2 separate regions of the Podarcis muralis genome follow, and region 1 is linked to region 2. A link is a contact called in public Hi-C data. All regions are on one chromosome and are shown on one strand. Each heading gives the region's core, a stretch centred on a gene start, on an enhancer-like site or on the middle of the called end of the contact. The rest is flanking DNA. Distances are from core to core; before and after follow the strand shown.

Region 1 (5,129 bases), core at 340-2,839, 130 kb before region 2:
GGAGTTGCTCCAACCGCAAGGCCGGGTAGAAAGCGGGGAGAGGAAGCGGAGGGCATCCACAAGGCGCGTGAATTGGCTGCACTGCCTGGGCAGTTGGCTTGGAAAGGACATCTCCAAGGCCGGAGAGCTCTCTGTCCACGCCCCACGGCCCTGGCCGCAGGACGACCTTCACCCCCGCCCTTTAGGGGGAAAAGGGAGGTCCCCTCCTCTCCGCCCGCCCAGATCGGCGCCAGACTCCACCCTGCGCCTCCCTCGCCAGCAGTTTGAAACTCCGCTCCGGGGACGGAGCGCGCAGGGTAGGTGGGCAAACGCTCGCGCCCTTCTCCGCGGGTACATAAAGTTTGTCCGCGCCGGATTATTATTCCGCAGGAGCGCGCGCGGAACGGTGCCGGGATCCACGCGCGCCCCCGCAATTCATATTGAAAAGGGGATCCCGAGCCCCGATCCTACAGATCTGGCGATAGTAAGGTTGAAGGATGCGATCCTATGCGAGCTCGCATCGGGATAAAATCACTTGGCACTAAGCACACACAGGAGCCGTTTATTTGAAATATAAAGTCGCACCGAAATCAGTGGGGCTCTCCTTTCAAGTTAGTATGTTAGGGATAGTGTTGTATTATTATTTTTTTAACTACTAATTTATATTTAACGGGCTATGGGCTGCACTGCTAGATTTCACGAAAATAAGAGTTAATTCCGCGAATTTTAATAAAACAACCCCACCACCATCACCAAACGAAAACACCCTTTAAGGTACTCGAGAGGACAAGTTATAAGACGCCTTTTCTTTTCTTTTTTTAACGATCTCAGCCTCAGATGAAACCCGCAGCAGTTTCATTAACCAGGAAGTAGGAACAACTGAATTTTGCAGGGCTCGCTTCCAGGGAAGCGGCTTCGCTGGCTGCGAGGCTGGCTGGCAAAACTACGCCACAAGTGGTTTGTGAGCAGCCCAGTCGGAAGGCGCTGCCGAGCGACGGACAAAGCTGGGAGGAGGATCGCGCAGTAATTTACCTTTAAGGAAGTAGAGCCGGGGGGGGGGAGGAGGAAGAGAAGATAAGACTTTGAGAGTTAGTTCTCCCTGCATGAACTCCGGTGTTATTCGCCCCCCTCCCCGCATCTCTGCATACTTTGCAGAGGGACGAGACGGACCCTTCCCAGAAAGCGGAACGCAGGAAAGCGCCAGTGGGTAAGCGATTCTGCCCAGCAGCCAGATATATAAATATACTAAACTTTATAGGCGGAGGAGATGGTGGGAATCCCCCTTGCCCAGTTCTTAAAATAGACCAGATTTCCTTTTCTCTCCCTCCCCCCCCCCCGGCCGCATCCAAACGGAACGCGCACCCAACGCCAAGAATATCGCGCCTAAGGTCACTTGTGGCCAAAAAACGCCCACACGCACCCGGTACAAAGGACGCCCGCAGCCCTTCACTCACCGTCCGCAAAGCAGCCGGGCAAATCCGGAGCCTGGACGGCGGCGGAGTGAGGTAGATGGCGGGGAGTCTGCTCCTGCGGGCGCCCCGAGCCCTGTTGCACCGGCCAGTCTGCGCTCCCCGCAGAGCCTTTTGTTGTTATAGAATCCGGCGAACAGCTGATCGGCAGCGCCCGCCCCCTCGCCCCGCCCCGCCCTCCTCTTTTGCCTCGACGTTCCCACCCCGCGGCGCGCTGCTAGCAGGGGGCGCGCGAAGGAAGGGAAAGAGGGCGGGCCGCCCAGCCGCGCCTGCACCAATTGGGAGCCCCGCGGTGCTCCGGGACGCGCCGGGACAGGCTGTCACTAACGCACGTGACGCGGCTGTGCGAGCTGCGGAGCCAGACGAGGCGGCCTGCAGCGTCCGGGATAGCGAGCCCGGGCAACAAAAGGAAGGCAGGGAGAAGGAGAAGCAGAGAATAGGAGAGCTGCGGAAGGAAGAGGAGGAGAAGGGGTGCGCGGAACGAAATGGGGAGGGGGGAGGGAGGGAGAGGCATGGCCCAAGTGGAAAAATACAAGAGAAGTTGGGCAAGGTGCGGGGAAAGAGCCTGGAAATGCACAGCCCTCGTTTATTGCTACCCTCTCGTCTTCAGAATACCCAGTTCCCACCCTGGGAGCCGAGGAGACGTCATTCTGACCAAAGTGCCAGGCCACTTTGGAAAGTCCCCTGCACGCAAGTGTCTCCACACAATTTTTCCAGCCTGTCTTGACCAAGAGAGAGAGTGAGAGGGCATGCTAGGGGCATGCTCAGTTTGGAAGTGAGCAAGGTCTTGAAGGATTGGGCACACACACTTAACAGCCATGCACCCCAATTATTCAGGGCCTGATGTTAAGTACGGTTTTTCTACAAGCCACTTGCAGCAATTCCACAATATGTTTTGATGCCTGGGGCTGAAAATCCAGTGGTTAAAAATAATGGAGTAGGAGTTATTTGGGTGCCCATTAATGAGACCCCCAGAACTGTCAGCTAAGGCTGGCCCTGAATCTCTTGGCAAACCCTTGCGAAAGGACTTCTGTAGTGCTAAATCAAAAGCCTGCATTTCCTTTGTGCGTGTGTCCTGGATGTGTACACTGGCTGTTGTTGCCCACCATTTCACTCCTGCAGGGATAACACTGTCAGTATTTGAAAGCCCTCTATAACCCAAGAGCGTTGTGGCCAAGGAATGAAACTTATTCATGTCTGTTTTGTTCTGGTTTGGGTTCATCTGTGACTTAAGGTCTTTCACTTTGGTTCATGCCAACCAAGTTTCACACTGGGACTCTGCTGGCCTAAATGGCAAGCTTTTTGTAAAACAACTAACTCCCTCTCAAATGTATGCTAGTATATAAAAGTGGGGACCTGCAGTAATAGGTTGCAGTGTATTTCCAACTCCTCTAGCAGGAATACTCCTTTTCAGGGCTCTAACTAGTGTGGAACAGGAGCCTTGTAGCTGTTTGTGATTTGCAGGGAAGGTGAAGATTAAAGTGTTGGGGGGGGGGGGGAGAAGGGAAAATTACCTTGAAGTATATCCAGAATTAAAAGGAGGCGATTTGAAGATGGGGAATAGGATTGGGTAGGAAAGCTATATTTGTGATGCAACAACTTGCAGATGTGATGAGAAAATAAAATAATACTGATTGATACATGTTATTTTGATGCAGTAGGTTTTTCTGTTTTTTGTTTAAATGTAGAGTAATATTACTATGTAAGTAGAGTCCACCAAAGAACGTCATCAGAAGTCCAGTTGACAAGAAAGCATATGGCAACTCAGGCAGGAGAAAATTCTTGTGCTTTGCAGCCAAAGTCTGCAGGGAAGAAAAAGAAAGCAAGAAAGGGGTCATATAAGGACACTCAATATAGGTTTTTGCTTCCTCTTTTATAAAAAAGTGGAAAGTTAAGGGCAATCTTTCTAGAGTTAGTTTCCTGGTTTGCTTGCATGGTGTTTACATGTCCTTTTGTTCATCCCACAGTTTTCGATGCATTTTCCAATCACTTTTGAAACCACAGAAGACTGTTTTTTTAAAAAAAATAAAAAGTGGGTTCTCTCTGTAGCACTAAGTACCACATCCCATCAGTACAAGGATTTCTGCTTGTACAGTGGAATGCCTTCTCTCCCTTTTCCCTGCACACCCTTAAATCTGTACTGGGTTTTCTCCCAACCTTTCAGAGCAGATTGGGGGAGGGGGGAAGAGTACGTGGGGAAAGGAGGAGGGAAGGTTCATTGTGCAAGCAGAGATCCTTGCACTGCCAGAACTCAGTAGTATATTGTCCAGTGGATTTGTTGCAGTTGGGTGATGGAGTGCTTCAGTCCACTTTAATTTCACAAACCTAGTGCTCTGGTATGTGCTTAACTCTCTACTGCAGAATATTGATGGTCTGGTGACCTCCTCGGGTAGCTTCCCACGTACACTAACAGCTTCTGAGTCTCCAGCTCTTGTGCTGGTAAGCCTCTTGTCCAGGAAGAGAGAGAACCATGAAGAGACATGTCTGAGATAAGGAGGCTATTTCAGCAGAACAGAGGCAATGATGTGATTTGTGGCTTTTCAGTTTGCATTATATGTGGCTGGTGCAGATGTGGAAATTCATCCCACATCTGCAAAACAACAACAACAACATCCAAAGCATGCAAAATCTAGAGCAACTCCAAAAGGGAATCTTTAGGCCCAAACATAAATGCTGCCTTTTTTCTTCTTCAGGAAACCTTGCATGTTCTATCTGACTGGCCAGAGAAACAGGTTTGGTGGGTCCTGTGAGGTGATGTAGTGACTTAATTAGACCAAATTGCATCTAATCAATCTGTGAACTCCTCCCTGTGAGCTCTTGTTATACAGTAGAGAGTATGCAGGGCTTAGGGGACATCACACCCAATCCCTGGTTAGCCAAAACCTTGGTTACCCTGAGTGGTAAGCCACCAGCTTTCAGCTTCTCCTACCTCACAGAGGTGCTGTGAGGATAAATAGTATAGAACACCTTTTGTAAATAGGTCAGATAACCTGCCGCCCCTGGTCTTTGAGCTGCCCCCCCCCCCCGCCAGCCCAAAGAAAGGTGTCTTCTCACACTGCCCCACAGGGGTTTGGGAAGAGGATTCCCCAGTCTTAGTGGCCCAACAGAGACTGGCCAAAGGTGAACATGAGGCCAACACCTTACCTTGGGAGGCAGCAGCAGGCGCTGCTGGGCCTGCAAGTTGGAAAGACTCTCAGTTTCCAGGCAGGCCTTGAACACAGCAAGCACAAGAAAGGCCAGCACAGCGCCTGCCTGGCCTCACACTTGTCTGTCCGTTCCCAACAGGCTCTGTCCGTTCCCAACTGGCTGGGCTCCCTTGCTCGCTTTCTTGCTTACTCCAAGGCCGCCTCAGCTCCTGGCAACCAGCACCCTCTGGCCAGCCCCAGAGGCAACATTCGCCTGCGGAGCTTGTAGCCAGGGCTGCTGCAGCAAAGAGCTGTGCAAGCCTTTGGGAGGCCGAGACGCATCAGAGGAGGGAGGGAAGGAAAGAGGGACAGAGGCCAGTGTTGCCTGTGGCACACCAACCATAATTCAAGGCACCCTAGGGTGCCACGGCACACTGGTTGAAAACCACTGTCATAGTAGATGGGCAGCCTGATTCTATGCATGCTTAAATGTAAAGGTAAAGAGACCCTGACTGTTAGGTCCAGTCGCGGACGACTTGGGTTGCGGTGCTCATCT
Region 2 (4,819 bases), core at 380-2,879:
ACTCTTACTCTAGACTTTCAACACTTTCCCTTTTCATCTGGCTTTCTTCTTCAAAGGTTCTGACTGACACTCCCCCCACCCCCCGCGACTTTCCCTTTCCTCAGAGGTTGCTTTGTCGACCTACCACAAGATTTTTGGCATAGCTGTTTTCGTCGATGATATCTTTAATTATGTCATCTATGTCTTCTTCTTCACTAGCACCTTTTGTCAATACTTTGGAAAATCTGGAAAGAAATGGAAGAGGAGCATCCCTTGGTAAGTTTATTTAGAAGACACTGGCCAGTATGGGGATAGCTGCTTCAGACACTTAAAACCCCAGGGGCAATTGTCACACGTGAAAACGACATGTTTTGTCTCCAAGTATCCGCAGTGTGCACAGTGGCCAAACACAGTTTCCCACAAAGGTGAGAGGAAGCAATGATTGTTCATCCATGATACTTGCTACTTATGCAAGCCTGCCCAGTTGCTTAGAAGCTGAGGTAATTTTAAGCTGTTTTAGTATTTTAACTTTTGCATGTTTGAAAGCAGGGTTGTGATTTTTTAAATATTTTATTTTACTGTTTTATCTTCTGTAAACCGCTTTGTTAGTTTGTTTGAGGTGCCTAAGTTTTATGAAATAAAATAAATAAATGCACAGACTGTGGCCTGCAACTGTGGCTTGAGATGCATCTTCCCTGGGTTTGACATAATTCAGTGGAGCAGTTGGTGGAAGAGGAAGAGGGGTAGACTGTCTGGGAGATAAGCCAGAGGGGGTGTTGGAGAATGTTAAAAAGATGCAGAGATGGGGATAGTCTGAAGGACTTGGGAAACGCTGGGGTGTTCATGCAAGTTAAGAATCTGGCAGCAGTAACAGCTGGGTGGTCGCGCGTCACGTCGCCTGGAAACGCGGGAGGGAGTAGAACGGAGAGACTAAGCGGCACCCACAGAGGTAGAACACGCGGAAGAGTCGCGCACAACCCTCAGTTCTGGTTTCCGCTCGAACACGCTCCTGTGCGGGCCAGGAGTATCAACATGCACAAGAAAGAAGGCAAGGGAAAGGCATGTTCCGCCGAAGCACTTCTTTGGTGCCCTTGCTGTATTTTCTTTTTTCTCTGCGTGGGTTGCCCAAAGGCTGGGTGGGTGGAAGGTGGGAAAAGCCTGAGATGCGCAAACGGTTGCATGCTTACTCTGAAGTATCACTTAATTCAATTGGGCTACTTTCATAGTAACTTCGCTTGGTGAGTGCAACCTAAACACGCTTAGATAATGAGGGATTTTATTTTTAAAGGGTTCGGAGCTTTCTGAAGTTTGTACTACACGCTAACAGGGAACCGGAATTGTCGTTAATACTTCTCTTTGAAACTGCGCTCCCCTTTAGGGGCACCTCGGAGGGGCGGGGGGGGGGGAGGAAGGTGCGAGCATGCGCAGTGCTCACCTGGCCCTCTCCCCCGCCGCGGCGGCCTCGGCTTCGGCCTCTTCTTCCTCCTCGCGGAAGCGGTTCCTTTTCCGCCCTTGGCCTGGCCGGCCTCGCTCCGAACAGTCTCGCCTCGAGAGGCGGCAGAACTTGTTCTCTACCTCGTCCAGCAGCTCATCTAGGTCGTCCGCCATCTTAGCCTCTCCTCACGTCTCTCACCCCCCTTCCCCTCGTTGCCATGGTAGCAGCGGGGGGGGGGTGGGAGAAGGGCGAGGGCAGGCGCGCCCCGCCCCCTCCGCCCCCACGTCTAAGCCGCCGTGGAGAATGGTTAAATAAATAAACAAAACCTATTCCTTAAAGTCTGGGATTGAAAGTTAAAAGCAGAACGTCACATTCACGAAGCGCGTAAACAAAATTTATTTTTTTTTTGTCTCGCACGTAGTCGGCAGGATTCGAACCTGCGCGGGGAGACCCCAATGGATTTCTAGTCCATCGCCTTAACCACTCGGCCACGACTACAGAACATACGTGCTGCCTTTTGCACAACAACTGAGCTCACTTTGGAATGCAGCGTCTGCCTGTGCAATGTCTCCTGTTAGGCTGCTTCGCCGCCACAACCGCCTAAAATGATTTAACAAGATTAAGCACAGTTAAAATCATAGCTGTCAACTTTTCCCTTTCCTTGCGAGGAATCCTGTTCGGAATAAGGGAATTTCCCTTAAAAAAAGGGAAACGTTGACAGCTATGGTTAAAATATTGTTATAAACCTTTTGGAAGACATGTACAGTATAAGGATGCACCGTGCAACAGAGAGCACTGGGATTTGGCTTTCCAACAAGGGCAGTTATAAATTTATTCCCAAAATAGCTTTACAATAAGCATTTTTTCTTAAATTGCTCTTTTGAATTGATACTTGTTTTGTTTTACGACAAGCACACCCCCCCTTTTTTATTCTGCACCAAATCGCAGTTGTTCTTCCTGCTGTCAGCTTCCTACATTTTCTTTCTCTTGTTTGGACCACAGAGCATCCTCTAATGCTTACTCGGAAGTAAGCCTCATTGTACTCCATGGAACTGACTTTCCAAGGCTGCAGCCCTATGCAACCTTACCTGGGACTAAGCCCCACTGATGCCTGTGGGACGTGTGTAGACAGGTGTGTAAGATTGCAAGGGTGCATAGAATTTTCTCCTGGAAGTTACTATAGGACTAAGATGGCTATAATATGTATGCCTTTCAAACCCAGGTTCGATGTGAATCCATCTTTATTTGTAGCAATCAATTTTGGGGTACAACTATTTGCAAACGCCACTTAGATGATATTAGAGACTTGGAGTCTGACAACATCTGGAAGGCCACAGCTTTTTAATCCCTGCACATTTGCAACTGCACATTTGTGTGATGTCTTCTTTTAGAATAAGAGCACTCCTTTTTTAATACAAAATAAAACAACGTGGCTGAGCGGTTGTGGGTTCAAAGTGGCCTCCTCTGCTCTTTCTCATTCCTGCACGGCAGGGGGTTGGACTAGATGACCCTTAGGGTCCTTCCAGCTCTACAATTCTACGATTTTATGATTCTATGAAATATACTAAGGCAAGCAACAGCACCGCCTACCTTGCTAGCAGGGCAAATGACATATAGTTGCCCCGTTGACTTAAATTTATATTCCATTTCAGGACTAAAAATATACAACACTAAGAATGACAAATTTATAGAAAGGTGGTCAACTATTGAATAGTAAGGCCACACATTTCTCTCTCTCTACACTTGTTTATTAAGCTATGATGATGGAGCATATAGTTTATGAGGAACAAATTAGCTCAAATTACCTCCATGTTTGTTACTCTTACCATTTTTCATTCTATATATTACATATCTATCTATCCATCTATCTATCTATCTATCTATCTATCTATCTATCTATCTATCTATCTATCCATCCTCTTTGCAAACCAGTGCAGCTTCATATTTTATGCAGGAAGTGTAATTAAGAAAGATGTGCATTCTCCTCTCTTGAATTTTATCAGCCTTATAATAACTATTATTCTTTGGGCCTGCACAGGTACCATGAAATATTCCAAATGTGTACAGGTATAAAATGCTGTTTGGTGTGCTGTGTGTTCAAAGTCCTTGGCATGTGGCCACTATTGTCTCTTTCTATTCATTCATAAAAGTGACAGAGAGGGAATGCTCTGTTATGTTGTGTTTGATTGGTAACCCAAGGAAACAATCAGAAGAGCCCCTCTGAACTAAGAATCATTGTCTCTTCTAAGCAGAATGACAGAAAACCTATTGCTGGATTTCTGCTGCCAAGATCGCTCAACATTCGTCAGACTCCTTTTTTTTCTTTTTTCTTTCTTTAAAAAGAAAAAGCAAAGCCTGCAGTCCTTAACAGCTACAGGCGAAGCCTTTCAGTTACAAGGTGTTTTATAATCCTCTTGGTACCATAAGTAATGAATTGCAAGCCCTCTTTAGATTCTCTTGTACTTGGAGCTTTTTATATTGTTGTTCCGTTCCCCTTCCTCCACCTCTCAAGGCTCCTATAATATCACTGCCCTATAATGACAGACGTGTTGGGCAGGGCGGTTGTGAGCTCCTCAGTGGCTGATGCTATGGAAGAAACTGAATAGCCCTGATGCCTCTCCAAGTCTTTTTCAAGCACTCCCTTGGTTTAGGTCGTGGTGTCATGTAGGTAAATTGAGTCCAGAAGTTGTGGATCCTCAAGTGGAATTTTTACATCCATCCCTCGCAGCTGTGGAGAGTTTAGACTAATCACAATTCTCCCTGGTATACCATCATCTCTGTAATTTGAAAAAGGATCAGGAGGAGCCTGAAGGCTTGCAAGGGGGGGGGGGGAGGACATCTTAAAGAAACCTTTTGTCTCAAAATACATCACATGTGGAAAGGGAGCACTTGTTCCTTCAGTGTGAGGGGCTTAAGGAATGCACAAGTCAAATACGTTGTTGGCAGCCTTTCAGGTGTCCCTCAGAAATGCAGCGGCACACATTTGCAATACAAAATAGCATCTTCTCCCTTTTGGCTCAGTTCCCGACCAGCTTTAGCAAGTGCCCATGTACATGTGTACATAGACAGCAATATCAGAACGGATAGGGATAGAGTATGCTCTCAGACTGTTTTCAGGGGAATTCAATCCCATGCTGGCAAATTCACCTTGCACAACTTAAGCTGATTTGGAGCTCTTGCGTAACAAAGCCGTTTCTTCCCCGTAAGATAAGACTTTCTGCTGTAAGCAAAGTGATGGGGAAAGTGTGGAGGATGGAGGATGAGCCATATTATTGATGAAAACGCCACTCACACAGTTTTGACCAATTTTCAGTTGCTTGATGTCTGAGCTTCAAAGACAAAGCAGCACCTCCCCATCTTCCCTGCACACTTTTGGAAATGGAAGTGTATATATATATTTATTAT

The links. Hi-C and Micro-C count contacts between places; a contact is called where the count stands out from the background.
Region 1: a Hi-C map of blood shows a contact between it and region 2, with 2.8 times the contacts expected there. The contact joins the promoter of TP53INP1 here to the promoter of CFAP418 in region 2. A contact is called at or near these places in 2 of 3 Hi-C or Micro-C datasets (blood and tail).

The regions. Positions count from the first base shown.
Region 1 is chr8:25,290,071-25,295,199 of rPodMur119.hap1.1, reverse strand. It overlaps TP53INP1 (tumor protein p53 inducible nuclear protein 1), which reads right to left and starts at 1,589. Exons shown (of 4, transcript XM_028736469.2): 1 at 1,434-1,589.
Region 2 is chr8:25,156,303-25,161,121 of rPodMur119.hap1.1, reverse strand. CFAP418 (cilia and flagella associated protein 418) reads right to left here and starts at 1,629. Exons shown (of 5, transcript XM_028736457.2): 1 at 1,415-1,629; 2 at 125-224. The coding sequence starts at 1,587. TRNAS-AGA (transfer RNA serine (anticodon AGA)) reads right to left here and starts at 1,912; the gene lies at 1,831-1,912.